Linked DNA regions of Mus musculus: regions 2, 3 and 4 are each linked to region 1. Evidence: chromatin contacts called from public Hi-C and HiChIP or PLAC-seq data. All regions are on one chromosome and are shown on one strand. The core of a region is the stretch at or near the end of the contact, and the rest is flanking DNA. Distances in the headings are between cores, read along the strand shown.

The links. Hi-C and Micro-C count contacts between places; a contact is called where the count stands out from the background. HiChIP or PLAC-seq counts read pairs in DNA pulled down with a chosen protein or histone mark.
Region 2: an H3K4me3 HiChIP or PLAC-seq map of stem cell-derived neural progenitor cells shows a contact between it and region 1, with 10 times the contacts expected there. The contact joins two enhancer-like sites. A contact is called at or near these places in 2 of 115 datasets of contacts at active chromatin or transcription factors (extraembryonic endoderm stem cells and stem cell-derived neural progenitor cells) and 1 of 9 other capture datasets (embryonic tail).
Region 3: a Hi-C map of the N1E-115 cell line shows a contact between it and region 1, with 10 times the contacts expected there. The contact joins two enhancer-like sites. A contact is called at or near these places in 2 of 484 Hi-C or Micro-C datasets (the N1E-115 cell line and cerebral cortex) and 9 of 115 datasets of contacts at active chromatin or transcription factors (embryonic basal ganglia, embryonic forebrain, embryonic hindbrain and 5 more).
Region 4: an H3K4me3 HiChIP or PLAC-seq map of embryonic basal ganglia shows a contact between it and region 1, with 4 times the contacts expected there. The contact joins two enhancer-like sites. A contact is called at or near these places in 7 of 115 datasets of contacts at active chromatin or transcription factors (embryonic basal ganglia, embryonic forebrain, embryonic hindbrain and 4 more).

Annotation. Positions count from the first base shown.
Region 1 is chr16:42,188,759-42,191,989 of GRCm38.p6, reverse strand. No RefSeq gene overlaps it. Among named protein-coding and RNA genes, the nearest start is that of Mir6540, 110 kb to the left of the region's middle. Within about 2 kb of position 1,624, at least 265 of the 459 cell types and tissues checked have an H3K27ac peak or open chromatin away from gene starts, as enhancers often do. A contact at or near this core is called in the N1E-115 cell line, cerebral cortex, embryonic basal ganglia and 2 more, where this site is marked.
Region 2 is chr16:43,129,062-43,132,292 of GRCm38.p6, reverse strand. All of the region lies in intron 2 of Zbtb20 (zinc finger and BTB domain containing 20), which reads right to left. Among named protein-coding and RNA genes, the nearest start is that of Gm25873, 4.4 kb to the right of the region's middle. Within about 2 kb of position 1,557, at least 73 of the 459 cell types and tissues checked have an H3K27ac peak or open chromatin away from gene starts, as enhancers often do. A contact at or near this core is called in stem cell-derived neural progenitor cells, where this site is marked.
Region 3 is chr16:42,744,636-42,747,866 of GRCm38.p6, reverse strand. The region is part of intron 1 of 4932412D23Rik (RIKEN cDNA 4932412D23 gene); the gene reads left to right. Among named protein-coding and RNA genes, the nearest start is that of Gm29960, 94 kb to the right of the region's middle. Within about 2 kb of position 1,471, at least 69 of the 459 cell types and tissues checked have an H3K27ac peak or open chromatin away from gene starts, as enhancers often do. A contact at or near this core is called in the N1E-115 cell line and cerebral cortex, where this site is marked.
Region 4 is chr16:42,716,520-42,719,750 of GRCm38.p6, reverse strand. No RefSeq gene overlaps it. Among named protein-coding and RNA genes, the nearest start is that of Gm29960, 65 kb to the right of the region's middle. Within about 2 kb of position 1,525, at least 65 of the 459 cell types and tissues checked have an H3K27ac peak or open chromatin away from gene starts, as enhancers often do. A contact at or near this core is called in embryonic basal ganglia and neural tube, where this site is marked.

The DNA of each region.
Region 1 (3,231 bases), core at 375-2,874:
GTGGGTGAGTCTTACTGCTTCGTTGTCACACTCCTTCATGGGACCATCACCATAGCTCCCATACCTCTGGTCTCAAGTAACTCGGCGCTCCATTTCCTGAAATTTAATAACATCTCCCACCCAGGTGTGCGGAATATGTGTGTTGCCTCTTGGCCACAGCCTTTATTCAGCCTTTCTTCCCATCCTAAATCCTTATTCCTCAGTAGTCCCCTCCACACCAGCCTCTGTCAACCTTCCTTTTCTCTGATACATCCTCCCTGTGTCGGGTGGCTTCATAGAAACACAGTGATCTCTAGCTCCAACGTGTGACAGGATTGATCAGGTGAAAAGCAGTCCCGTAGAGGGGCTGTGCAAACGGCATAACAGTCCTGCAACGGCTAGGAAGCCATTTCTTCCACGCTACAGGAGCACCAGTCCCTCGGGTGGGTCCCACTTCTGACCATCCTTGAGAAGCAGTGTCTGGAGATATTTCCTCTGGGAAAAGCTGTAACGGCAGACTGCTACACCAAGATCCTCATTCTTAAAGCACTATTAGCACAGGAGGAATCCTGTCTAAAAGCAGTCGGTCGAATAATTCTAATCCTTTAAAAGCTAATAAATAAATAATTAAATAAATGAAGAGCCGTCTGCTCCGAGAGAGAGAGAGAGAGAGAGAGAGAGAGAGAGAGAGAGAATGAGAATCAGGCCTAGTTACCTTCTTTGAATGGAAAAGGCACCTGTGTATTCTCACAACTTAAAGGCAAGGAAAATGCGGGCAGTTAATTTCTTAACTAACCTTACCTCATCATATAAAAGTTGAACACCGTTATTTTACTACCCGTCTTGTAAAAGCAGTGCGCACCTGGCTCAGAGCCGCCAACAAATGGCTATTACTCTGCCATCATTGTGGTCTTTCTCTCCATCCTATCCTGCTTTGGAAATTTATTGGAGGGATCAGAATCTCTGTGGGGCTCCAGACTCTCAAAGTGTGCTTGCTTAAGGCGTGGTGGTATGTGATACATGGTGTGGGGTGGGGTGTGTGTGTGTGTGTGTGTGTGTGTGTGTGTGGACTTGTGTGTCCAGCCACAGAGAATCCTCAGGTTGACAGAAGCGTTACCGCCATCTGCTGCTGAATTGAGCCTACTGCGATTTGCAGGAAACTGAACCCGCAGGGGAAGAATGTTAATCAATCCTTCCCCTACACGGAGCCTGTGGGCTACTTCTAATCTCGCCTGTCACCCAAAAGGCCAAGCAAGCTGCTGTTTGGATTCACAGTGACCTGGCTAACAAAGATGAAGGCTCCAGCTACTCCAGCTACCTGGGAAGGGGACTGAGGAGCTCAGGAATGTGACCCCCTTGCATCGCAGGCGGGGAAGAGCTGGGGCAGGGAAGCAAAGGGGACCTCGGTAGGCTGCTGGGCTCCTAGGGGCTCCCCCAGCTATGCTTCTTGATGCTCTGATCGTAACGGCACCACTGGCTCCTTTGTTTCGGGAAAAGATCTATCTGTATTGGCCTGAGGCAGACTTTACCCCTCCCGCTTGCATCAGGAATCCTTTGCTTCTTCGCCGCGCCCATCCGTGGACATCCAGGGAGCAGGCGGAAACCTTACGCGGCTGTCAGCAGCGGTGATGGGTGACGCCAAGAGAGCAGCCGCTGGCGCCCGCCCTCCAAGCACTTCCTGCCGCGCTGGATGGCGGTGCGGGCTCGCTGGCGCGCACCTCTGCCCCCTCGTGGCACGTGCAAGCATCGCGGCTTCGCAGACGCCACAGCCCACCCGCACCCGAGGCGGGGCGGGGACACTGGAGTGCTTTTCATAGGGACTTTTTTTTTTTTTTTTCCTTTCGTTTCCATTCAACTCCTGGCATCACAAAAAGGGTTTCCAGGTTCACTCAGTTACTTATTAATGGCAGAAGTGAGGGTGGGTGAGGGGGATAGAGCGAAGAAAGGAAAGAGACTAAAAACATGTTTGCGGCGAGGAAAGAGAGGATTAGGAAAAAATTGAACGATGTTAAGAAGGGAGAGAGGCAAGGTGACAGTGACGAGAGACTGGAGTGACAGCAGAGGTTGTGGGAAGAATACAAGGAGCAACAGTTTGGGGGGCGGGGGGAGGCTGCTTCCGCTCAAGAAAAGGAGGGCGTGACATCCGGGAGAGGTAAAAGCTCATTTTGATGAAGTGAACCCTGTGAACATTTCAATATGCCTCTCTCCTAGTTTACATCCCATTTTGGTTGACAGCTGCTGAAAATGAGTTTCCATCTTTCTGTCTTGTTTTAATATTCTCTTGTATCCCACATCTCTGAGATCATTAGAGGCAGAAAACAATTATGTCATCCATCCCTGTGCCTGATAGAATCCTCAGGCACATGCTGGCTTATTAACTCCAGTCTTTCCCTGCCACCATCAGCCGCATCTTTTTGTTCTTCTTCTGATTCATGCACAGTCACACGCAATCTCTCCCCCTCACGGCTGATCTCTATGGACTCACGGACCCTTAGGGAAATACAAGTGTAGCTGCAAAGAATCCAATTGCATGTGACAAATACTTTTCCAGGGCTTCTGCCACCTATTCGTCAACAACAACAACAACAACAAAAAGTAAAGCTAACCTGTAAAAGCCACAGGGAGTCACAAACAGTGCTTCTTTGGAGTCACATCTGTAGCCCTTGACTCCTCCCTTTTGTCTTCTTCGACACAACAAAAGGAAAGAGATTTTGCTGGTTCTGTGTTGGCCTGATCTCCATGCAAGCTGTAAAAAAGGTTGAAAGGAATTTTCTAGACACCAGCCTTAGTCACTACTATTTTGCCAACACTGTTGAATTTGATTCCAAAATTGGAGAGGGAGGTCACATTTCAAAAGCCTGGACAGGATGATAAAAACTGTTTTGGCAGAAGATTAATCGTTGCAGATGGGTGTGGGCAGTGGTGCCCAAACTCATTTACCATAACAAATGGTTTCATGAAAATGTTTTGGTCAATACAGCTTATTTTACCACATTGTGGGCTGGTTGTAGGGGTGGAATGGGCATCTCCTGATTCAGTGTTATCAAGATTCTTTCAGAGGCTCCTCTCAGGAAGGGAGCCTCCTTCTGGACAGTGCCAAGGATACCTGAAGATAGAAATTCAGCTTGGACACAAGCCATTTTCCATTACAGCCAATGGACTGTGTTGCAGAAAAGCACCTTAAATGGGGGAAAATACTTTGGGAATCTGAAACCAACCAACCAACCAACCCCCCCGAAAAAGAACCCCAAA
Region 2 (3,231 bases), core at 308-2,807, 940 kb before region 1:
AAATAAATGTAAATTTAAGGAGAACTACAAGTTTTAGGCTGAATTAGCAAGGTCTTTTTCAAAAGATAGTGAGAAAAGAGGTCCTTGAGTTTTTAATGAAAAGAAATAAAAGTTAGCTTCCACTGCATACTGTTGAGGGATAAATCCAGAGAAGACTGGGTTGGATATCACAGCCCAACACTCTGAACCTCCACAGACTGTGCTGTCACCAGAGCCTGTCATCCAACTATTTACTTTTGATCTAAAAATATCCTAGTCAAAAAGACTGAATGATTACTCCACAGTGTAGCCCGTATTTAGTGATCTGAGAATGAAATTTCATTTCATGCAAGCAAATGGTTTTGCTCTCCCAATCAACGAAGAGCTTCATCATGTGGGAACCATCATTACAAGGGAATGTGAATGACAATTTTAAACAAATGGATTATAATAGAAACGTCTAACAAAGGCTATTTTTCATAATGATATTGCCATTAGAAGAAAGTTAAGGTCTTTCTTTTCACTTAACTTATGAGAAAGAAGAAAGGCGGTTGGGGGGGGGGGAAATGAATGAATGAATGAATATCTTTTGCTTCATAGTTACCCTTCATGCTGCTTAGGAACTCCACTTAAATGTGTCACTTAGGCCTAAACATACAAAGCTTACTCCTAGCGATGAGCATCGTGGCTTTGCTGGGGTTGAAGAGGGTGTGGGAATTTTAAGAGTCTATTTTTGAGCACTACATCTGTGAAACATATGAAATTCATTTGGCCAAAGCAGCATTGTAAAACTAACATTATCAAGGGACTTTTCCTGGGAGAAGAACATCACAGTGACTGTATAGAGGACATGTAGGAATCTTTCCTTCAGAGAAAGGGAGGTGGTGGTTGGAGCATGAAGGAGACTAGGTGGATACTGCTTCCAACTGGATCTTACTTACACTGCCCTTCCATAGCACTTAGTGATGGTATAGGGAAGAAGTCTGACCTCACCATGGACTTTGATGCTTTAGTTATAGTGTGACACACCCACTGAGCCAAGTGTGGGCATCTTCTCTGGGGTTATCTGTACCTTGTGGGACTTGAGAAAGTACTTCCAGAATGACTCACTACTCAATGCACATTAAACAAAGACATCTTGCCAGTGAAATAACATAACCAGCCCAGATACTTTCTAACTTCCTGAGGTAAAGTATCTCATTGGCAGATTCATTCTCATTTTCCCTAATCCATACTCCACCAAACCAATACAAAAAGAACAGGAAGAGAAAATAAACGTAAGAAAAACAATTAGCTAGTGCCCTCTTCAAAGCCTGTAACATTATCTAGAACAACAGCACGGCCATTGTTTGTGCTGCCCAAGCCCTGCATGTCTGCTAGCTTACCCGATGTCCTGAGGGAATAATAAACTAAGCAGATTAGATGTAGACTGATTTGTTCACGCCATCACTGCCTCACACAACACACACACTGTTCTGAGTGTCTGAACACATGCGGGCAGGTAAACCCAGAAAATGGGCACTCCGTGTTGGCAGGAGGGGAAGAGGCTGCCAACAAACAGGGCCTGTTTATTATTTAACAGTTGGTACTGCTAGAGGCCTGGCACAGCTATAGAGCACTCTCTGTTTCACTGCAAGTCAGCCTGATTATGAGAGCGTGTGAGCCAAATTGTGTTTACCATAGTCTGTGAGAACTTCAGTGCCCCCAACAGACATGGAAATTCTTACAATAGCTCTCATCCAAACAGAAAATCATCCCTGAGATGGAGGTAAAGGGCTCCATGTGCTTAAATCTTGTCTCATCAGCTGGCTGTGGGTCTCCCCAGGCTTTTGCTTTTCACTTGTTCAAGATAAATCCTTCCTTTCCAATGCCACAGAATCTAACCCTCTGCTTTTGGTTGCTTTATTTTGGGACCTACATGAACCAAATACCATGGGAGTCACGCACCTACTTGTATTGCTTAAGCCATCCTGCAAGTGTGGCTTTCCAGCCAAAGCCTCTGCTGCCCAGGACAGCTACCCCCTGCTTCTCCTTCGCCGGGGCTGCCTCTGCAGTCAGTCTCTTGTCTGCCAACATGGGCCACAGGTGGATGCCTTCCTACAAATCCAATCAGTGGGATAATGTGCTACTATCACAAGAGTGGACCTTAATGACAAAGAGCCCTGCTTAGATGGTCACCCCATTAACTCTGATTCGATTATTCTGCCCCAGAAGAACACTTGGCTTCACAACCACAGATGGCACCTGCCCAACAGAAAACCTGTAGACAAAGTACTCGCATGTGGTTCATATGTTGTCAAAATATTAAATTTGATGTTAAAAAAATACATGTGTCATAAGAACTCAGAGGCACTGGCTCCCTAGGAAAACCCTCACTGCGTTTTTTTAAAGGCAATCTGTGGCAAGAGCACAAGACTGCTGTGTTAACCAGGCAACATGGATAATCTAATCAATTCCTTTAAAATTTAACATAAATCAATATTCCCTTTAAGTATAAGACCCTGAGGTTTTGTCCTGCATATTCAACTTAAGCAATCTTTGAAACTTTATATAATTTATTTCTATACAACTGTTTATATATTCAAAATAAAACTGACTACAAAGAAACTAGTTCAATATTTTGAACATAAACAATATCTTGGACATATTTTATCCTTAACCATGATTAGATATAACCAAAATGCTTCTAAAATTGAAAATAAAGGCAAACCACTTATCTTACTCATGACTGTATAAACTAATTTTTGTTATTTGTTCTTTTTGTTTGTTTGTTTTGCTTTATTTTGTTTTGTTTTTCAAGACAGGGTTTCTTTGTGTAACCCTGGCTATCCTGGGTCTTACTCTGTAGCCCATGCTGGCCTTGAACTCAGAAATCCACCTATCACTGACACACCAGTGCTGGGATTGAAGGTGTGAGCCACTACTGTATGGCTTGTTCTTTATTTCTTAATTATAGCTAACATAAATATGCTGAGTTATACAAGTATGGTCGGTTTTAAATATTTTCTCAATTTTAAGTGCCACTCAAAGAAGACAATGTTTATCATTAAGTAAAAGTATAATTTTATATTTCACACTATGGTAGTTTTCAAAGACAGTAGTTATCTCTAGGTTATAGATTATGTTCTTCTAAATTAAACAAAACTTAATGATCAAGAAATTTATGCACGACCATAGCTGGTACTGATAATCACTTCCTCCTCTAACCTAGCAAACACTAGGCGAGAGCCTCCAAACCTCCTCTATATAACA
Region 3 (3,231 bases), core at 222-2,721, 560 kb before region 1:
AGAAGTGTCTGTTTCTCCCTGTGTTGGGGATATACCTACTCTGGGTAACTTGGGCAAGTTGGCAGACAAATGAACCCTCTGGACTACAATGGAACTATTTGCTAAAAATGTATACTTGCATTCTATGGACCAAGTATCAGGATTTAAAATTATCATTTGAATTGCAATTATAAAAACAAAACCAAATGGTGAATACTCAGCATGCCATTCTGAGGACTTCTTCCTGTTCCAGAGCCTGGGTTTGCCTTCCCCTTTGTTTCTTATCCTCTCTGAACCCTAAGGCTATTTCTAATGAGAATGCTTATCACACAGCATTTTGGTGTCCACTCACTTACCCACCTCGGTCACTTGACTCTAACTATCCCAGAGGAAGATGCTGTAGCCAGAAATGGTTCTAAGATGAATAAGTGGTTGAGCACAAAGAGAGCTAGAAAGCAACGAAAAGCGTTTGCATAAAGAGCTGAGATAGAATAATTCTGAGACGTTGTTCTGGAAGAGTAGACGTTAAATCTTCATTGTTGGGGTTTCTGACAGCTATTGGCATGAGGGGCAGGGTTCTATTGGCTGTTGCACTGTAACATTTTCCAAAGTAACCTTTTAGATCCTTTTCCTAAGGTCTCTCTGCCTTCCCCTGGATAATCAATACATAGATGAATCTGAAGGCTGCAGCTGTCTGAGTTTATTGTGCTGTTGTTACGCTTCGTATTTAATGATTCTAGTCTTCTGAGTGCATCCAGGAAATGATTCTGTACTCTATCTGGATCCTGTTCTTATTAGCATGGCCATCTTTCTTTCTTTCTTTCTTTCTTTCTTTCTTTCTTTCTTTCTTTCTTTCTTTCTTTCTTTCCTTCCTTCCTTCCTTCCTTCCTTCCTTCCTTCCTTCCTTCCTTCTTTCTTTCTTTCTTTCTTTCTTTCTTTCTTTCTTTTGTAAGGTGATTGTGTATTTTATATACTTATACCTATCTATGGCGTTTGACTACTGAAGGGTGGAAAGATGGCCCCCTTTTGACTTTTCTGGCTTTAAGCAGAAGTAAGATTATCAAGCCAAGAAAGTATATCCTAGAGGAATTCAGGGGTACGTGAATAAATAGTGTACTTTGGTGATAAACATTTGGAAGTGAAGTACTGTAAAAGCATATACATTCTGGTGGAAGAAGATGGGAGGTTTCTTTTTGACTCACTGCGGCTGTATTTTAATCTAACTAAAATTCTGGCATGCACAGGAAATCCCCAAAGCAAAGTGCCAGATGTCTTTTCAGGATCCTAGAGACATGGGATTCAGTGGGATTCGTTGCTAAGAAGATGATTCCCCCCTTCCATTCTTCACACTGATCTGACACCCGAGCGACAGGGAATTGATGTAAGCAGAGCAGGGATCTAACAATGTCAACTGTGCTGACATCATCCTAGCTGTGCAGGGCTGATGAGAATTTAGAACATCAAACACCCTCCGAAGGGCAGCGACCAGGTGTGACTCATTTCCCTGGAGAAGCCAGGGAGGAAGAGAGAGGGCAGGATTACTTCACACTGACACACGCTGCCTTTCAAACAGAGCTATCTGACTAGCTTTTCTGAGAACAGGAAAACATTCTTCTGTCTGTCTCCTCACTTCCCACCGGAAGCACTTTATATTCCAGTCTACCCAGCTTGCTATGCAGTAGAGTACTTTGACATCGTAATGTATGAAAATACACGTTCTCAGGATCATGAGGTTTTCTATTACATAAATCCAGCTATGAGAACGATTCAAAGGGTTTTGCTAGTCTCTTTTTCTCTCCCAGTGACATCAGGTGAGCTGTGCAGACACCACTGAAATAAAGAGAAGCTGAACAAAAGAGCACAGAATAGAGCTGCTGACACTGCTCTGCTGTTGCTAAATGAGGATAGCATTGCAGGTCCCTAACCGATTCTGCTGCTTAGATGGAAGGGGGAGGAAGTGGGCACAGTCAATGCTCAACAATTACTTCTTAGATAAATAATATAAAGAGCCTGTACATTTATGCATGGGTGCCAATATGCAGGCTACTATCTACTTTATGTCATTGGTTATTTGTCAGTTGGTTTGAAGAGTGAATAGATACTGAATCCAACAATATCTTCTGGTGTTAAGGTACAGTTTCCAAAATCTCTTCTTCGCAGAGAACGTTTCATTAGAACATTTGAGATGGGACAATTGAGCCAGTAAAGACTGTACATCAAAGCAGTCAAAATGCCCTCCAGTCGGATTAGTGTGTAATAGCAATTCAGGAGGTATAGTGAGCTGAATTATGATTGTGTCTCTTCAAAATGATCCCAGTGTGTCTTGACATTTTGTGGAATATTAGCTTATCTATTTCTTGAGTCAGTCACAACACAAGCAAACCAGGGACAATGCTTGTTGTTACCCTGCACTTGATACTTAAAATGCCAGTTATTCTCCCTCTTACTGTGCATGTTTAGAAAATGGCATATGCGGGACAGATCGTGAAGCATACTGGAATCAATGGGCATTGGCTGTGATTGGTATAGGTCGAACAGCACCAAATGCTGCATTACAGATCTGTAGGATGTTACTTGCACAATACAGATGCTTGTGAGGAAATAAGATGGGTGGCTTTTTAAGAAATATATATATATATATAATGATATAATGAATTCCAGGTTATTATAAGGTACTAAATCAATTTGTAAGGGAGATAAATTAAGCTAGCATGTTCCTAGAAAGAATCCTAAGTTTAGGAAGCAGATGTTGAGATGGGTAGGAAAAGAATTACATTTCACTTCTTATGCTTTGAGACCTACTTGGTAAAGATTTTCTCCGTGTGTTATGTCTCTGATCACTATTTTGGATATGGTAAGGCTGAGATTCGTGCAATAGTTAACAGTGCTGTTTCCTGGTGGTCGTTGATAATGAAGATCTATTGCATGGCTATTTTTGAAGTGGCTCTTAGAATCTTCTAGAATACACGAGAAGGGCTTCTCCACGTGTTGGAAGAGGTGTGATCATAGTAATCTTGGGATCACTATCGCTGTAAAACTCTTCTCAGACTTTCGTCTTCCCCTTGTAGCAGAGCCTAGCTACTTATTCCTTTGGGAGAATGACTTTTTGACATGAGGCAGTGGTATAGGATCTTTAGGAAGGAAACAGAAAGGAGACATAAATGTGAACTCATTTTCTCAGATGGAATACTACAGTTGGTGGTATATGGTTGACAATTTCACAACTCATATAGGATAAGGCAAAGCCCCTTA
Region 4 (3,231 bases), core at 276-2,775, 530 kb before region 1:
TATTTTCTTCAATTACATTTCCAATGCTATTCCAAAAGTCCCCCCCCCCCACTCCCCTACCCACCCATTCCCATTTTTTGACCCTGGCATTCCCCTGTACTGGGGCATATAACGTTTGCCTGACCAATGGGCCTCTCTTTCCAGTGATGGCCGACTAGGTCATCTTTTGATACATATGCAGCTAGAGTCAAGAGCTCTGGGGTACTGGTTAGTTCATAATGTTGTTCCTCCGACAGGGTTGCAGATCTCTTTAGCTCCTTGGATACTTTCTCTAGCTCCTCCATTGGGGGCCCTGTGATCCATCCAATAGTTGACTGTGAGCATCCACTTCTGTGTTTGCTAGGCCCCAGGGTAGTCTCACAAGGGACAGCTATATCACCGTCCTTGCAACAAAGGCTTGCTAGTGTATGCAATGGTGTCATCGTTTGGAGGCTAATTATGGGATGGATCCCTGGATATGGCAGTCTCTAGATGGACCATCCTTTTGTCTCAGCTCCAAACTTTGTCTCTGTAAGAGAATTCTTGTTCTAACTAAGCAAGGTTCTGAGAAAAGAAAAGAAAAAAAAGATATTAATCTGAGCATTGATCTCATTTGGCTTTTGTTTTAGGAAAATCTGTTTCACATCACTCTTGTACCTTTCTATTGGTAAAGTACAGGAGAAATTATCTTCAAGGCTACCAGGTAACCTCTTTTGGCCCTGGGATAGAAACCTCAAGAATATGACATGACATAGATTGGAGGCAGGAACATTGGCAGTGAAATGCATCCTGGGACAATTAGGGAAGGAAGGGTCATGAAAAAGCAAAGAGAACTCAACCAACAGGTCTCAAGAAAGAGCAAGCTAGTGTTGATTTTTCTGCCAGTGTGCAGTCACTCACTGAGGTCACACCTGAGGTGAAGTCCAGTATCACCAACTATTTTAGCATTCTGTATCTGAAACTGTGCAGTAGGAAGAGCCCCAAGTTGAAACATGACCTCTTCTCGAACAGCACCACACCCTCCATTTCGGTGCCTCTACAGGAATAAGCACGATCATTTCTTCTGCTTGACAAGTGTGATCCACAAATCTCTAAAGAATTCTACTGTGCTAAATATTCACGAGGGTGTCTGACGGGGTAAGGCTAGGGAGATTACGCAGATACAGAAGAGAGCCAGGCAAGACATATAAAATGTGTTCTTGTTCACGTTGACAAAACAGGAAGGAAGTTCACTCATATATATGAAAGATTTTACTGGGACTTATGGGTAAAATAAATTTAACATCCTGATTATTAACATTTTTGGCACTAATTCCAACAAACAATAAGATTACAGAGACAGTGTTGTGTGGCTCATAACAACATGATTCCCTTCCTATTTAACTTCATTTTACTTAAAACATTTTTTTTTTTTTGCGTAAGGTATTTGGAGAAAGTATTTCTGTTTCCTAGTGAGAGAGAGGCCCCACCCCTTTCTTCATGGTGTGATGATTTCAGTCCAAACGCATCCAGTTTCTGGAAATGGCAAGTGAGACACTTGTTGCCATGGTGATTGTTAATAGTTCTGACTCAGATATAGTGTTGCCATAGCAACTGCATTGAAGCCCTTGGGAGGTGGTGCAGTCTCTCTCTCTCTCTCTCTCTCTCTCACTCTCTCACTCTCTCTCTCTCTCCATTTTTTTTTATCAGCAGAAAGAGGCTAAGAAGAACCATTTTAGTAGCTTCTCTCTGCTCTGCAGTGACGAAGCTTTCAAGGCTATTTCATCCATATGAAAGATTGTCCTGTTTCTGTGCTGATGGGGCAGACTCGCGTTGCTCTGCACTCTGCAGGAAGAATAAAGTCCCATGTATCACAGTAGCAAGCATATTACCTGCCTTTTAATGCGTTTTCATTTTGACCGTAATGGTTTCTAGTAACACAGGTCATCTCAAGTGACTAGATTAAGAATCTTCAGTGTCACTGGCAAGACAAGAAGAGCAAAGGTCAAAGCCTGAATAGGCAAACTTCATTGAGTTGCAGGCTGCCTCTGTCCCCTCTGCCTCTTCCCTGTGAAGATGGGAGGCATGGGGACAGACCTCTTTAGATCAACTAGGCTTCATTCTCTAGATTGTATACTTGTAAACCAGCATACACATACTTGGCTTTTAAAATGCGATCAGCACGCTGAAGGCCTTCAATATAAATATCACAAGCAAATGAGTAGACAGTCAGACAGCAGACATTAGTGTTTATTCATTCATTTCCCCGGAGACCACTCATCTAATTTTGCATCTCTGCAAGGCTTTTACTACATTCTGTTGTGCTCAGAGCTGCAAGCGGTCAGCAGGTCCGAGTTCTTGCTACTCTGAACCATGGGGCAGCTCTCTCACATCAGAGCCTATTCCAGTTTTCCGGTGTGGACTTCTGACATGGGGAGCAGCTGGAATGGGATTTAAGTGGCACTCCTCTGTGCAGCCTTGTCTCTGATCAGCAGATAGACAGAGCATCTCTAGACTGTCCTTGTGCTAAACAGGGACCGAATGCTCTGTAAGCCATGGGCCGAATGCTTCAAGGGGCTTCTCTGGTAGTCTGTCCTCAACTATCATGTTTATGGCCCCTCCCTTGTGCTCTCAGACTAAGATATTTTCTCCCCCGCTCCTTTTTTTTTTTTTTTTTTTTTTTTTAAGTAAAGCCCTCCTTGAGCATGACAATAATGTCCTTTTCTTTGTACATCTCACTGGGTTTAGCAGCCTGGCTCCATTTTACAGAAACCTAGTGAGACCATATTACATAAAGGAAAAGCAAATTAGGTGTGTGTTGACCTTGACTTCTATGTACCTTTTGATGGGGTTCTCTCTTCCTGCCACTAGAGGTAATACCTAGTTACCTAGTTACCTAGTTACAATGGGGGAAATATGGATGCTAGTGGGGAAGGCTGGCATTAATGGGAGCATCACCTAGATGCTGGAGAGGATGGTCCCTGAGCAATGACAAGCTTGGAATTCTATTGAAGATGCTTCTTAGGTCTGTGTAAGGGACCAGATGAGGTTTGGTAAATATTTGTGGAATGAGCGATTTTTTATTTCCTGGAATCCATAAGTGTTGTACACGGATTGATGACTGCAGAGAGTGGGCTCCATTTTCCTGCTTCTCAGTGTTTCCTGCACAGCTGGAAACTGTTCCAAAATGCTAGCTATATGCTAATGCACAATCTACCTCTCGTTAGTTTGGTATCGAAGAAAGATTCCTCCCTTAAATAAGAATCTTTTTGC